Regions from separate parts of the Anas platyrhynchos genome. Here region 1 is linked to region 2. A link is a contact called in public Hi-C data. All regions are on one chromosome and are shown on one strand. Each heading gives the region's core, a stretch centred on a gene start, on an enhancer-like site or on the middle of the called end of the contact. The rest is flanking DNA. Distances are from core to core; before and after follow the strand shown. Region 1 holds the start of INVS (inversin). Region 2 holds the start of NR4A3 (nuclear receptor subfamily 4 group A member 3).

Region 1 (4,650 bases), core at 1,607-4,106, 130 kb before region 2:
GATGGCATTCTCTTCTTTCTTTATTTCCTTCCTAAATCACGTCTAATACACTTGTCTTCCTTGTTTCTTTTGAACCAGAATTACTATCTTCACTGCACCACCAGTGCCACAAGATCTTGCCAATGATCAGCTCAGGTCTGCATTGTATTTCAGAATGCTCGAAAACGTCTCGATTTTCTCCAAAATTATCAAACAGCTGAATGTCTACCTTCAAATCTTGCCACAGTTAACTGTCTACAGAATTTTGGGAAATTTTCACCTCATAAAATCACTACAGAAACATGCATTCCACCAAAGGCTTGCCAGATTTTAAAATACATATATATATATATATATATATATATATATACATATATATCCCCAAACCTAACTTTTGTTGTCCCCTACAAAATGATTTCAGGAATCTCCCTAGTGCCTTACTCAACAATCTACTTGCCAACGCCAAGCATGCCCGGCATTTGTACCTGCCTGAAGTGACCAGCTGTGGGAGTTCAACACTTATTTGCATGAGGATGAGCTCCTTATGACTTTAGGAAGGTATTTTTCTTCATGAATAGTTCTGGATCCATTTCTGGTTATGTGAAATCTATGTAACAATGTGCTCCTGTCCTGCAGCTCTCCTCTCCCACTGCAAACCTCACCAGAATGTGACAAGGACAAGGTTTGGTATCACTTGAAGTCATGAACGCTTCCTTCCTTACCAGTGAACCTCTCTATATTTCAGAAAATCCACCAAACATTTTTTGCATGCTTATTTTACCACAGGACTAAGTGATTGCTCAGAGGGTGGTGAGGCTTGGCCAGGTTGCCCAGAGCAGCTGCGGATGGCCCATCCCTGGAGGTGCTCAAGGCCAGGCTGGATGGGGCTTTGGGCAACCTGGTGTGGTGGGAGGTATCCCTGCCCATGGAACTGGGTGGGCTTTAAGGTCCTTTCCAACCCAAACCATTCTGGGATTCTACAATCTTTCTCCTAAACAAAGTCATTGATGGATTTGAGGCTTTATTAACTTCTAGCAGCAGACAACAGAAGGGAGTCTAATGTGACAGGAGGTTAAGAACATTTCCAGCTTTAAGGCCATGGAAGAAGGAGAAAGTGCCATAAAACACCACAACAAATGACAGAAAAGCTCCACTTGACTTGGTGCTTAAGAAAGTCAATAAAAGTGCAGATGCACATATAACAATGCAGGGTGGACAGAGCTCACATAAACCCAAACAAGTCCAAACATACTTTAAGACCCAAAGCATGACTGTTTTCAATTTAAAGAAAACATGTCTTCAAACCTTTCTAGTGCCTCGATAAATCTGCTGTTTTGCCTGTTGAGGACATGCAATTCATACATTTCATTCCAAGTGAAACTTTTCCTCACTCATTTTCCTCAAATATTAAGAGGAACTATAAAAGGAACATATGTAACTTTCCTCAGATATTCCTCTGGTGTATTTGACAAACAGATGAACTGGTATACGGAATATACCAGATGAAGATATCTGGCTTGATAAAGATCCTCATTAACAACAAAATGAGGTGCATATTTGTACAGGATGAAAAACAATTTAAAAAAAATCAGGAAATAACTACATGATATGTTTATAAAAAGTTATATAATTGGCATTATTTGTAACATACACTATATTAGCGTAATCAAGTAGACCATTCACTTTCTCTTTTTCACCTAACATGTACGGAAACATTAGCTGTATCAGGACATCAGAAATGCAGGGACAGTCATAGGAACAGCAAGAGGACTTGAAGTTATATGAAATTTCACACCAAACTACGCTCATAGCACGTTGTGTTACACAGATAATCGGGATGACAGCATTGTTCTGTTCAGCAAAACACAGGGTTGCTAAAATTGCTGTGGATGCCCCATCCCTGGAGGCATTCAAGGCCAGGCTGGATGTGGCGCTGGGCAGCCTGCTCCAGTAGCTGGCCACCCTGCCCTGAGCAGGGGGGGTGAAACTAGTTGATCTTTATAAGGTGATCTTTATTAGATGATCTTTATAGATCCTTTTCAACCCAGGCCATTCTATGATGATATGATATATGATGTATGTGTGTGTATATATGCATACATGCTGTATACACACACACACACATATATAACATGAAACTGAGGGGCCAAATGGTTTTTGTAGGGTCATCCAGAGACCGAGCCCAACTTTTCCTCGTGGCCAAAGGGGGCCTGCCTTGCAGTAACCTGACATGAGGGCTGTCTGTGATATGGCTGTGCTGTTTCCCTCCTCACGCTTCCTCGTCGCCTTGTGTACATGCTGGCCATGCCAGGCATGCCAGGCGCGGCTTCCCACCAGCAGTTTGACCAAACCCTGCATGCAAAACCTGAAGTTTTACTGCAAGAAGATGAACTTTCGGTGTGACCCAGCCCGTGACACCACTGGGGATCCCACCCCCACAATGTGATGCAGCGGGCGCTCCGCAAGCCCCCACCCAGCACCGCTCGGACCACAGAGCGGCTTCCTGCGCTCGGCGGGGACGCAGCGAGGCACCCTAAACCCCTCATCCCACCCCTAATCCCTCATCCCACCCCTAATCCATAATCCCTAATCCCACCCCAGGAGGGCCGCAGGACGCACCCCCCCTCCCTATCCCCCCACCCACCCGCCCGCTGCGCAACCTCCGCAACGCGCGCCCTCCCGCTACGCAAACAGCGCAGCCGCGCCCCGCGGGGAGCCCCGCTCGGCCGGCAGCGCCCCGCTCCTCACCTCCGCGCCTCCTCCTCCCGCCCCCGGCTCCGGGACTACATTACCCGTGAGGCCGCAGCGCCGGAAGCGAGTGGCGGAGGCGGGCAGGCGGGCGGGCGGCGGCCCCGGGCCGGCCGCGGGCGTTTCCTGGCGACGGGGGAAGTTGCGGAGCCGCCGCGGCCGCCGAGCGCCTGGGAGCCGCCGCGCGCCCCGCACGGCCGCCTGGTCTACCTACCATGAGAGCCGCCATCTTCCCGCCGCCGCCTCAGCCCGGCCGCCTCGTCCTCCTCATGGTGAGCCCGCGGCTCCTGCCCCTCGCACCCCCTCGTCCCCTCACCCACCCCGGCCGGCACCTGCTGGGAGGGAGCGGGGAGCGGCCCGGCCCCGTGGAGGCCCCGCGGGCTGCGGCCTGGCCGAGGGGAGGGCGCTGGAGCCGGGCCCCCCCCCCCCCCTTTCCCCTCCTCCCTCCCTTCCCTCAGGGGCTCGGGGCTGGAGTTGGGAGAAGTTCCTGAGGGAATATGCCTGAAGTTGTCACCTTCTGCCTCCTTTTTCTCTTTTATTTTAATTTTCTTGTGGCGTTAGGCGTGCAACCAACCGGATTTGCACACATACACACACTCACAGACACACACACGATCGTTAAATGCACGCCTTCTGCAGAGATAAGGCGGCTCGCTTATCTCTAACGCTTATCTCTAACGCTGCCAGCGATGTGCTGGGCCAAACCCTGCGCCTGCCGCGCCCCCAGCCCCTCCTGCAGCCGCAGGGGGCTCACAGGGGTGAAGGAGTCCAGCGGGATTTGCTCTTAGACACCACCACGCTTAATCAATCTGCTTGGAACAAAGCTGTAAAATCAGCCAAAAAAAAAAAAAAAAAGAGAGAGAATAATTAGAGGCAAAGATAGAGCTGTGGGGATCCAAAGGGAAATACCCAGCAATATATCTGCTAATGAATGAATGGCCAGAAGCATTAATCCAAGCGCCTAATGAGCAGGGACCAGAGCTCGTTATCCCTTTGAAACATGGGCTGCTAGCTGGATAAGCTTTGGTTAAAATGTGAAGAGCTTGCTGAGTAAGTATATTCATTGGTATGGCTTGAGGAAAAAAAAAAAAACACATTTGAGGTGTTTATATATAGATGGCTATTTATAGCGTGTTAGCTCACTGTACGAGAGACTACAGTGATGAACCTCGTATTTTCAGGTCCTGTCTGGGCGTTAGCACGTGAGCGACATTGCTCTTGTTCCAAGATCAATATTGTAACCCTTGTATCGAGCGCAGCGAGCAGAAGCAAGAAGTGCGCGCTGTTTGTTTTTAAACTTGGCATTTAAGCGGGCAAGCACAAGTTTGAAAAATTGGACAGGAATTAATGAAAGCGTTTTTCTTTCTTCATGGTACAGCGGGTCCATGCAAATCTAATACGTGTCAGTTAGGTTATGGGCACGTCAACTTAAGAAATAGATCGCGGCGAAGATCTGAAACTTCCCCATATTTTAGGTGCTGTTTCTCTTTGTATGGATTATTCAAACCCATTTCTAATGAGATTAGAAAGATCCATACACGTAACACTTGAAAAATAAAACAGGCCAGGGTTGGTTTTTTAATATATTCGTGTGCAGTGCTACCTGTGTAATTGTTCAGCGTCACATCAGCCGTGCCCCTGTGTTGTAAGGTGCCCGGTTACGTCCTCGGATCAAGACAATGAATCACTCCTTTCAGGAGGTTTGGTAAGAGTTGTCCCGAGCAGGCTGGGAATGTGAGAGGATCCTTGTTCTTTCAGATAGCTGACAAACCCGTTTGCAGAGTGCGACGCTTGTTTTCTTGTGGCATTTAGGGGACCTGGTGGTGTGTACCACATCGACTTTCAACTTCTGGTAACTTCTCTTCTGCCTTCCCAACCGCTGTGAATAGTTGTGACCCACAACATGACTGTGGTTTTGTCCGG
Region 2 (5,027 bases), core at 1,218-3,717:
CCCGGGGAGGGCGTAGGGCACCTGGCATCCCTCCTCTTCCTCGCCGGCTGCTTACCTGGCGGGTATCTTGCGCGCTGAATGGTGGGGCTGGTGGGGCGGGCGGCACCGGGCGGCGGCGGCGGCGGCGGGGGGCTCCGTGCCGGCTGGGACCTCTCTGCGGAGGCTGCTTGGGAGGCTGGCCTCGGCGGGGGGCGCTCTTCCGACCCGGGCGCTGCGAGGAGCAAGGAGAGAGTCAGGAGCCGGCTAGGGGCGAGCTCAGCCCCGGGGTGGGCAAGGGGAGCGCCCCCCCGGCCGCGGGTGCCACGCAGCGGAGGCTCCCCGTGGGATGCTCCGGCCCCTCCGCCCTCTGCGGGCTGCGACTCCTGCTCTCTCTCTATTTTATTTTTTCTCTTTTTCCTCTTTTCCCTTTTCTCCCCAGCTTTCCCCTTCCTCGCCTTTCCCCCCTGCCCCGCTGCCGGGCTGCTGGGTGCCTCCCCGGCTCCCATCTCCTGCTCTGCGCCCTCCCCGGGCGCGGGGCTCGGGATGCGCCCCCCTCCCCGAGCCGCCGGTTTCCTAGAGACACTCGGTGAGCTTTGAAGCACGCAGCACCCCTCCGGAGAGCAGCCGCCGGAGCCAGGAGCTCCGAGCCGTGAGGGCTGTAAATTAGGAAGAAATCAGCCCCCACTCCTCCCCTCTCGGCACAGCTCTTTTCTTCCTCCGTGCGCTCCGCATTCAGCCCCCAGTGCCACCCCTCCCCACCCCGTAAGGCGAGGAGGAAAAGCGTGAAACGCTCCCATTGTGACCGGGACTTCTCCAGGCGAGTTTCGAAACCTTCATTTACCCGGCAGGGACCGCCGAGGAGAGGAGAAAGGGGGTGGGGGGGTGGGGAGGGGGAGCTCCATTGAATTAAAAGTTTCGAGCTCCGCTTCCAGCGCCGGTGCGCTCCCGGCTTTGCGCATCCCCTCCACCCCCTGCCGGAGCCGCAGACGCTCGCTCCCCAAAATCCACGGGGTTTCGGGCGAGTTCCCGAAAGCAACCTGCGGAGGAAAGCCTCTCCTGCTCGGGCTCGGTCCATTGTGCCCGCGGGGCCAGGCTCCGCTCGTACGGCAGTCTCCACGGAGGAGAGGGAAGCGGGGCGAGGAATGCGAGCGGAGCGGAGCGGGCCGGGGAAAAAAAAAGTTGGCGGCGCCTTCCCAAAGTTTCTGGGGTTTGGGGGGATTTATTTTTTTTTTATGGAGAAGAAAAATAAAATAATAATAATAAAAAAAGATAATAAAAAAAAAAGAAAAAAAAAACACCGAGCCCCACGCAGCCGAACCCCCTGCGGGGATCAGCCCTTTCCGCGCCTGCCTTGGGAAATATTGTAAAAAAATAATAAAAAACAAGAATAAAAAATAAGAAAATAAAAAGCACACAAGCAAACGCAAACGCCAGCTGCACCCAGGTGAGCCGCACCTCCGCCCGCGGCGCGCCGGCTATCGCGATAGCGCCGTCCCGACAGCCGTCCCCGGCACCAGGTCGCGACAGAGCGCCTCGCCGGCTCGCTCCCAGCCCGGCCGGCGACCGAGGCGCTCGGTGCCCCGGCGCACACATCGCGGGGCTCGGGAGCCTCCGGGGTGCCGGTGGCCGGTGCCACCGGGGGGGCTCCGGGGCTCGGTGGGACTGTCGCGACCCTGCGAGGCGACAGCAGCAAGAGCAGGAGCAGGAGCAGCAGCGCCAAGTTGTGCCGGAGGAAGGAGCCGAGCGAGTGCCATTCATCCCCGCCGGCAGCATCATTTCCATGACAACAACCAGCAGAAAGCCCTCGGTACCGGCTGCCCGGCCCGGGACGAGCCGGGGCCGGGGGACAACGCGGAGAGGGGACACCCGGGGAAGGGGGGGGGACACCCGGAGCATCCCATCCCGGTGGCGGCGGAGCTCGGAGACGGGGAAGGAGGGGAGGGGATGGGGAGGGAGGAGAAGGCGAAAGTTTGGGGCGGTCGCGGCGGTCCCCGCAAGTTGTCCGGCGGTGCCCATACGTACTCGCTTGCTGTGTGGGTTCCGTCTTTACATCGGGGTCCCCGGCGGCCGCTTCCTCAGCGGGGCGAGCGGGCGCTGTCCAGCGGCCGGGCGGCGACGGGAGCACCGCGGGGCTCGGTGGTGCCGGTGGTGGTGGTGGAAAAAGAAGAAGAAGAAGAAGAAGAGGAGGCTCCGGAGGAGGTGGCGGCGTTATCCCGAGTCATGGAAAAACGGGGCAGCCCCGGCAGCCGGGCGAGGCGAGGGGAGGCGAGGCAGGAGCGGAGGGGCGGTGAGGGGCTGCCGGGCGGGGTGCCCGGGGGGCTGCCGTGCGGAGCAGAGGACGGAGGCGCCTCTCCGCGCTGCTCTCCCGCTCCGTGCCTCCGGACGTCATTTATGTGAGAGCAGCCCTAGCGGCCTCTCCATAGAGCGGCTGGAATGCGAAACGTCAATCGTGACGCCATGGGAGCCTGACGCTGCTCGCCCCCCCCCCCCCCCCTCCAGCACCACCTCCCCGCCCCGTGCGGGCCGGGGGTGAGCCCGGAGTCAGGCGGCGGGACGGGGACGGGGACGGGGACGGGGACGGGAGCGGGACGGGAGCGGAGCTCCGGGCTGTGGGACCGGGCGCTAAGGGCTCGGCGCCTTCCTGCTGCCGGTGCCGGGGCTGCTGGGGCTGGGGCTGGGGCTGGCGGCAGCCGGGAGCGCTCCGCTCGGGCTGCCCGGCACGGGGCGCCTGCAGCAGGGATCGCCGGAGCCTGCTGCCTTCTCCTCCACTTTCTCACTTTTTTTTTCATTTTTTTTTATTTTTTTTTATTATTTTTATTTTTTTTCTTTCGTTTTTCCTTTTTTCCCTTTTTCCTTTTTTTCCCCTTTCCTTTTTCCCTTTTCCTTTTTTCCCTTTTCCTTTTTTCCCTTTTACCTTTTTCCCGTTCTCTTTTTCCCCTTTCCCTTTTCCCCCTTTCCCTTTTCCTTTCTTTTTTCTTTCTTCCCATTTCACTTTCGTCCCTCTTTCATTCTTTTTCCCTCTCTCACTTCTTTCTCTTCTTCATTCTTCTTTCTCTTACTTTCCCCCTTTTATTCTCCCTTCTCTTTTTTCCTCTTATTCTCCTTCCCCCTTTTACACTTCCTTTCCCTTTATTCCCTTTTCATTTTTCCCGTCTTTCATTTCATTTACTTTTCCCTGTTTCACTTCTTTCTCTTTCTCATTCTTCTTTCTTTTACTTCCCCCCCTTTCCTTTTATTTTCCTTTTTCCTTTTATTTCCCTTTTTCTTTTTTCCTTTTATTTTATTTTTTTCCTTTTTATTTTTTTTTCTTTTTTCTTTTTCCTTTTTCTTTTCCCTTTCTTTTTTTTTCTTTTCTTTTTCCTTTTCTTTTTCTTTTGTCATTTCTTTTCCTTTTTCCTTTATTTTTCTTTTCCATTTCCTTTTCCTTCCTTTTCTTTTTCCTTTTCCCCTTCTTTTCCCCTTTCCCTTTCCCCTTTCCCCTTCCCCTTTCCCCAACCCTCCCCCTACCCCCTTTCCCCACTCACTTCCCCCTTCTCCCGGCACCTCCCACCCGCGGGGGACCAGCCCGGGGCGGCGCCGCAGCCCGGTGCCGGAGGGGCCCCCCTGCAGTGCCCTCGGTGCCCCGCAGCCCCACGGGGGCGGTCCGGGGGGCACCCCCGGGCCGTGCCCCCCCCCCCCCCTCCGCGGGGATCCCTCCAGGCCTCGGGCTCCCCGCTCGGCGCCGCCAACCCCCGCGGGGGCCAATCAGCGCGCGCGTCACGGCGGGGCGCCCGCCCCCCCGCCCTCCTTCAGCCAATCGCCGCGCGGGACACGGCGGGCCGGGCGCCGGGTGGGCGGGGCTTAGCGTGGCTGACGCACGGCGGCCGCGTCGTTGACGCAGGCGGCGCGGCTAAATTTAGCCCGCGGGGCCGCGCGGCGCGGTGCGGTGCGGGCGGGCGCAGCTGCGGCTATTTTTGTGCCGCCGGTTGGCGGGCCGGGCCCGCGCCAAATATAGGCGCGGGCGGGTATTTATAGCCGGGCCCGCCGTCACGGGGCCGCCGCCGCCGCCGCTACCGGGCTCTCAACCCCGGCAGGGCTCCGAGGGGGTGTCCCTCGGCCACGTCCCACCCGTGGGGGTCGCTGCCCGGCCGGGGTCCCGCGTGGGGATGTCCCCTGTTGGGTGGCGGGGACAGCCCCTGCGTGAGGCGTCGCGAAATGGCGGCCGGGCGGGGAGATCCCCTTTGATGCCGCGCCCGGCGTGGGCGGCCGAGGGCAGGGTTAGGGAGGGGAGGGAGGGAGGGTGGCACTTTCCGCCCTGGTAAAAATACGGCGCTTTCCATGCTGTCATTTCTCCTCCTCCTCCTCCTCCGGTGTTGGTCTCTGCTGGGAAAGGGACCGGGGACCGAAGAGGGGGGGGGTAAGGAGGGGACCCGCGGGCGCTGCCCCGGCTGCGTGGGGCTTCCCCGGGCTCCTCACAGCCCCCGCGGAGACAAAACGGTGTCCTCCGAGGGGCCCCACAGGGTAGAAGTTAGCAGCCCTAAAACGCCACAGGCTAGCCCCAAAACAGCGGCGAGGCTGCGCTGTGAGTCTCCGAGATAACCCTCAGTGTGCTACTTAAACCATGGAATCATTAAAGTTGTTGAAGACCTCCAAAATCATCTCCAACCATTGCCCTACCACCACTATCACCCACTAAACCGTGTCCCTAAGCACCACATCCAACCGTATCCCAAAACACCAGGTCCAACCATGTCCCTAAGTGCCAGGTCCAAACATGTCCCAAAGCACCATATCCAGCCGTGTCCCAAAACACCGGATCTAGCCATGTCCCATAGCACCAGGTCCAACCATATCCCAAAACACCAGGTCCAAATGTCCCAAAACACCAGGTCCAAACATGTCCCAAAGCACCATATCCAACCATGTCCCCAAACACCAGGTCCAACCATATCCAAAACACCAGCTCCAACCATGTCCCCAAACACCAGGTCCAAATGTCCCAAAACACCAGGTCCAACCATATCCCCAAACACCAGGGCCTCCTGTTTTAAAGCACAGCTGCACAAAAT

What was found. Hi-C and Micro-C count contacts between places; a contact is called where the count stands out from the background.
Region 1: a contact with region 2 is called in a Hi-C map of skeletal muscle, with 2.2 times the contacts expected there. The contact joins the promoter of INVS here to the promoter of NR4A3 in region 2. A contact is called at or near these places in 2 of 8 Hi-C or Micro-C datasets (liver and skeletal muscle).

The regions. Positions count from the first base shown.
Region 1 is chr2:63,529,539-63,534,188 of IASCAAS_PekinDuck_T2T, reverse strand. It overlaps INVS (inversin), which reads right to left and starts at 2,856. Exons shown (of 17, transcript XM_027451847.3): 1 at 2,728-2,856. ERP44 (endoplasmic reticulum protein 44) reads left to right here and starts at 2,781. Exons shown (of 12, transcript XM_027451857.3): 1 at 2,781-2,999. The coding sequence starts at 2,943.
Region 2 is chr2:63,397,238-63,402,264 of IASCAAS_PekinDuck_T2T, reverse strand. NR4A3 (nuclear receptor subfamily 4 group A member 3) reads right to left here and starts at 2,467. Exons shown (of 9, transcript XM_072034855.1): 1 at 2,002-2,467; 2 at 56-211.